Regions from separate parts of the Rattus norvegicus genome. Here region 2 is linked to region 1. The links are chromatin contacts, called in public Hi-C maps. All regions are on one chromosome and are shown on one strand. The core of a region is the stretch at or near the end of the contact, and the rest is flanking DNA. Distances in the headings are between cores, read along the strand shown.

Evidence for each region. A called contact is a pair of places that touch in the nucleus more often than the background predicts.
Region 2: a contact with region 1 is called in a Hi-C map of liver, with 4 times the contacts expected there. The contact joins the promoter of Rbm17 here to the promoter of Fbh1 in region 1. A contact is called at or near these places in 5 of 12 Hi-C or Micro-C datasets (frontal cortex, liver, mammary epithelial cells and 1 more) and 1 of 1 datasets of contacts at active chromatin or transcription factors (oligodendrocytes).

Annotation. Positions count from the first base shown.
Region 1 is chr17:71,657,962-71,660,969 of GRCr8, reverse strand. Fbh1 (F-box DNA helicase 1) reads right to left here and starts at 1,592. Exons shown (of 21, transcript NM_001106119.1): 1 at 1,460-1,592. The coding sequence starts at 1,460. Ankrd16 (ankyrin repeat domain 16) reads left to right here and starts at 2,593. Exons shown (of 8, transcript NM_001033698.1): 1 at 2,593-2,986. The coding sequence starts at 2,646.
Region 2 is chr17:71,845,550-71,848,557 of GRCr8, reverse strand. Rbm17 (RNA binding motif protein 17) reads right to left here and starts at 1,617. Exons shown (of 12, transcript NM_001013058.1): 1 at 1,503-1,617. It also overlaps the pseudogene Psmc6-ps1.

The sequences.
Region 1 (3,008 bases), core at 343-2,842:
GACTGCTCTACCAAAGATCCTGAGTTCAAATCCCAGCAACCACATGGTAGCTCATAACCATCTGTAATGAGATCTGACACCCTCTTCTGGTGTGTCTGAAGACAGCTACAGTGTACTTACAGATAATAAGTAAATAAGTAAGCAAATAAAAAGATTAATCTTTAAAAAGGATTAAAAAAATAGAATTCAAATAGTTTTATGTATTCACAAATCAAGAAAACAGTTAAGGACTGATCCCTCAACAGCGACACCCAAGTACCAAAGATCCACGAAACACAACAAAAGTCAGATTGAAAAATCCCAATCCCAATGACAGTTACAAGGCAATTGAGGCAGTAAAGGCCTCAAACTCCGAGGACCTTCACTGAAGAAATAGTGAGAGAAGCAATAGCCCTATTCATAAATTTAAAACATAAATATCCATCCCTCTCCAGAAAAATCATTAGGGCTATAGGGTAGATTCACAGAAAATATATAGTTTCTCAAAGGGAAACACAGACCAAAGTAAATTCATAAAGCAGAGGAGAGGCAGAATCTTATTTGGAATACTAATTAAATAACCAACTTCATCCTCTTGTGAACCAGGATTCTCAGTTTTGTTTAAAGGACGGGAAACTTAAGAGATATAAAGTAAGAAAACGTGAAATCATTTCTAAGGGAGAAGTAGGTAGCCCAGACTAGCCTCGAACTCAAGACCCTCTTGCTTCAGTCTCTCGAACGTTGAGACATAAACCATACAAAGTAGCAAAAAGTTTGAAACTATCAGACGCCTCAACTTTCCAATACCTGGTTTAAAAAAAAAAAATCACTAACTTCATTAGGCCTCAATGTCCTCGCCTCTAAAACCTGAATGCTACCTATAGATCGTTTATGGAATAGACAATGTCAGGCGCTCAGTGAACCACAATACAGTGCCAAATGCAAAGAAATTGTTTTCAGCCTGGCAGTGGCGACTTCCATTTTACTCCCCAAACAGAAACACCGTCAGGTTAAATGCCTAGTTCTTCGAAAGGAAGCCAATAAAGGTTGCTTGGATCTCAAAGAGCCCTCCAAAAGCCGCCCCCAGGCTTTCTCGCGTCCCCTAAATCACCATCACCTGTTCAGGTGAGGGGGCGGGAGACTACCAAGGCAAACACAAACGTCAGGAGCAGCATACAATGACTCGCCCAAGGTCAAAAACATTACAGTGGAGACAAGCCAGGTTTACCAGCAGCTGAGGCTATATCTTCTCAGGTGCTGCCCCTTCCGGAGCCTCAGGGAGCGGCGAAGGGATGCCGGTCTGCAGAGAGCTTCCGGCCTCCTCCTGCAGGCCCACTCCTGACCACCGCGGGCGCGGCCAGCTCCTACACCCACCCTCAGCCAGGGCCCCACCCCCCGAGGCCAAGACCCCTGCGCGGGGCCCCCACAATATGAAGTTTGCCCGGCTCGCAACCCACGCCAAATCCACGGTCTCACGCACTATGGCGGCCCGGCCCTGGTCCCCGCCGCCGACACCACCCGGCCGATGCCGCTGGACATCCAGCCTTTCCCCGACCAGCAAGCCCCTCCTTCGGCCCAGGCAGCGAGCAGAGACGACTGCAGACTTCCTCCGCGAGCTCCGCCTCTTCACTGCCAAGACTCAACCTCCAACCGGAGACGACGGACGGACGCGTGAACCAATGGGGACTCCGAACTGGAAGGGTCGCGCGGAGAGACAGACTCTAATGCCAATCCGCACGCGAAGCGGGAAGGGGCGTGGCTCCGTTTTTTGAGCCACGCCCCGTCTGTGCTTCCGCTACCGCGGAGGAGGCGAAGAAAACTTTCCCAGAGTTCCTTCGAGCTCCCTGGGTTCCCGCGGGGGCTGAGGAGGCAGCAGCGGGTGGGGAGGGGGCTGGGGTCGGCTGTGGATTGAGTGAGGATCGGGCGGAGCACAAGGACACGGCCCGGCTCTGAGAGGCCCCAGAAACCCTTGCTGTTGGGAGCTGGGTCAGCCGAAGGATGCGGCTGTGCAGCCCTGCAGACATCCTTGCAGCAGACGTGGGCCAGCTATGCTCCAGAGTGGTGGGCAGGGTGCGCCCGGCTGCGGAGAGCTGGCCACACTGCAGCTCGGCTGCCTGTGCAGCTACCACCAGAGCAGGCCAGCAAACATCCTCATAGGCTGTATGGTGGAGAGCAGACCACATCTGGGGTGCGATGTCAGGCTGCAAAGCCCTTCTGCCCCATTTCAGGGCATCGCGGTACACCGACACACTACATTCTGATAGGTCTTCCATCCCTAGATCACTCGGGTACAAGGGACAGCTCCAGGATGTCAGGTGCACCTCTTTACCCCAAGCTGCCTGAGGCCCCACCCTGGCTAGTCGGCATGTTTGGAGCGCGGTAACCAGAGTGACCTACGAGTGTGCATGTTGTCGCCAGAGGAGACACCATTCTACATTGGAAATTGTGACTTCCAAACCTGGGCAAGAGGCATAAAAAAAGAAGCTGGCGGACAGATCCGGCTGGGGGGCGGGGCGGAGAGTCTAGGGAAACCGTCACGTGCAGGAAGCGGAAGCGCAAGTGCCAACCTTCTCTAAGCTTCTCCCAACCTATCATAGCACGGGTCTGCATCTAGGAAGACTGGACGTGGGTCTTCCTCTTACTTTTGTCCACCCTGGTCCAGGGCGATGGCTCCGCCTGGGGATCCGAGGCGTCTCTGCAGGCTGGTGCAGGAGGGCCAGCTGCGCGCCCTGCGGGAAGAGCTGGAGGTAGCTGGAGGTTGCTGGGATCCAGAGATGTTCCGAGGCAGCCAAGGGCCAGCTGGGGACACCCTTCTCCACTTCGCATCACGCCACGGGCGCCAGGACATCCTAGCGTACCTAGTGGAGGCTTGGAGTATGGACATCGAGGCCGCCAACCGAGACTACAAGCGGCCTCTGCACGAAGCTGCCTCAATGGGCCACCGGGACTGCGTGCGCTACCTCCTGGGCCGAGGTGCAGTGGTGGACTCCTTGAAGAAGGCGGACTGGTAGGTGCCCAGCCTAGGGTCC
Region 2 (3,008 bases), core at 368-2,867, 190 kb before region 1:
ATCACAAGTCTACCCCTGTTAGCTTGATCCACAACACAATTTCTATCTTATACTTAGGGCTTAAAAAAAGGATGACATTTTACAGAATCATTTATTCCCCTCCACATGTAACTATCTCCAACAGTTTAAATTTCCCATCCACATTACCAAGATACCATAGGCCACAGCCTATCAAAAGCAGAGCAATTCGTAACTGAAGCCAACGGCAGAGCAGATTTCTGTACTGTTCTGACTTGTAGAATTACCTACTAGAGTGAACTGTTCCCTGTTGGAAGGATATGTGAAAAATTCATGTTGGGGGGAGGGGAGGTTTGTAATAACAAATGGGGGGGGGTGTCAATGAGAACCCATACGGTAGGAGAAAAATGACTCCTGTATTTTCCACATGTGACTTGTCCTAAAACTCCTGATCTGCCTGCACCTTCTAAGCACTGGAGTTCCAGGCATATGCTACCCTGGGCTAGGTTACTTTATTTACTAAACTTTGTTATCTCGAAATGCTTACAGCTTATCCCAGTATAAATGTGCTCACGTGATCTAAAAAAGACACCTGTTGCAGAGAGACAGGCCTCACCTATGCTGAGAACAAGCGGAATCATCTAGAAAACCATACTTTCCACCCTTATATACCCTTACCAATAAGAATTTATGTCAACGGTCCTCCCTTCCTGACTTCTCAATGGATGGTCACCCCTCTAAACCCCTCTTCATCCCTTGTCACCGTCTAAAACTGCAGAATACTCTACAGCGCTCCTCGGCTGTTGCTTCCCCACTCCCTCATTGGTGCAGCCTTTCCCGATCTGCCCTTGTAAGAAAACTCCTCTAAACTGAATAAACATCGGCTCCTCTTCCAGGTCTTTCCAGCTTGTACTCTGGTTCTTCGGATCAATCCAGCCCTGGGTTTTCGAACACGCTTCTTAAGAGATCTAACCCCTGGAGAAGCATTGAGCTTGAAGCACGCAGTCATAGTGCAACTGGTCCAAGTAGAAGAAGCTCAAAAGCTAGCGGAGGGACATGAACTTCCCTTAACACAGACCTGAGCATGCCGGGGGTTACAACTGTCTCTCTCTAGCCAGGTGAGACAACGTCCTCTACCCTCACTTAAGGTGCTCTGGAGGAAACAAGTTTGGGGGTTTGTTTTTGTTTTTGGCCTCTCCGTTCATGAGGCCCGAGGCACCTTGGGTTACTGGGGTCTAGCGACTCAACACCTTGGTCTGGACATGGGCCATGAAGAGGAGAAAGGAACGTTCTTCCTGTCAAGAGGACCGCGACAGGTGGAGGGGAGATCTAGGCGGCCCAGGGGAGCATGGCAGGCTGAAGGAGCCTACCGTGGAGGGCTGGGAACCCCCGGGTAGCTCGGGGTGCCGCGCCCGCATCCCCGCGCCCCTTACGGCGCGGCCTAGAGCCGCGGCCTCGCGTCCAGCGCATCCGTGAAGGCGCGCTCACCCGAGTCTCCGTTCCAGATCGGAACCGCCTGCCAGGGCCGCCGCGGCGCCACTCACCCGGCCTTCCGAGACGACTGTGCCCATGGGCCACGGCGGCGGCAGCGCCGAGCCCGGCCGCCCTGCGCGGAAGCCCGCCCACCGCCGGAGCCCGCCGCAGCACCGAGCCTCCACCGAGTCCGCAAAGTGATGCACCGCGCGGGGTAGGAGAGCGGGGGCTGCCGGGAGTACACGTCTGCGCCTGCGTGCGACTCGCGGAAGCAAAGCTGCACTGCCCAGGTCGCACTGCACCCTGCTGACCGGAGGACTACACTGCATCCCGTCTCTGCCGGCCAAGAGATGGCGCCGTTGGCACAAGGTTTCGAGATTCATGTGCCTTCAGACCTTGAGTTCAGGAGCCAAGAGAATCCCTTCCTAAGCTCTAGTTATTCATTCTCAACCACTCTTTTATATACTAAACGGTGGAAATACAACTCTGAAGGCGAGATATTGCAGAATAGCATTGAAGCTGGGTCTTCAGAGAAAGAATGTAAACACTATAGAAAAACCAGGGCTCTGTGTAAACGTGTTTTTTTCCCATGGGTAAATTTTATTTCAACCTATAACTGGGTGGTCGTGACCTACGCCTTTAGTCTCGCACTCGGGAGGCAGAGGCAGACAGACTGGTCTCTAAGTTCGAAGACAGGCTGGTGTCTACACAGTGAGTTCCAGAGCAGCCAGGACTACACAGAAACCCTATTTTGAAAAATAACAACAACCACAAAGAAAAAGAAGGAGAAGGAGGAGAAGGAGAAGGAGAAGGAGAAGAAGAAAAGAAAGAAAGAAAGAAAGAAAGAAAGAAAGAAAGAAAGAAAGGAAGAAAGATCAAGCTAATAAAACTGTATTAGTCAGGGTTTTCAATAATCAGAGAGTTTATGGAATATCTCTATGTATTAAATGAATTTATTGCAATGACAGACAGTCTGTAGTCAACTAACCAAACAACGGGCAGCTGTGAATGGGAAATCCAAGAGTCTAGTAGTTGCTCAGTCCCACAAGGTAGGTCGTTTAAGCCGCTCTTCTCTATAAGCTGCAATCTGAAGAAGGAGGTCCCAACAGAGGTACTGGCAAGTAAGTGCAAGCAGGCAAAGAAGAAGAAGACTGAGTCTTCCTTCTTCCATTGTCTTATGTCCTCAAGCTCTACACCTGGATCTAAAACTTGCTTTGTCCCAGACTGGCCTTGAACTCAGGACTGCTTGCCTCAGTCTCCTGGGATTAAAGGCATGTACTATCTTGCCTGGGCCTAAGCTTTTCATAGACACTGTCTCATGATCTCCATGCCAAGATCCAAGTCAGAAGCCTGTGTCTTCCAGTCTCAAGATCCAGATCACAGGTGTGTCCTCCATTTCTGGGTTGTGGTTCATTCCAGATGTAGTCAAGTTGACAACCTGGAACAGCCATCACAGAAACTGTGGAGGATTAGGTGAATCCTGGCACGAGTGAACACGCCAACATTATAATCTGATTTATAAGAATGCATTTAAGTAATTCTGAAAGTCTGAAAATGCAAGACTGGGGAAATGCACC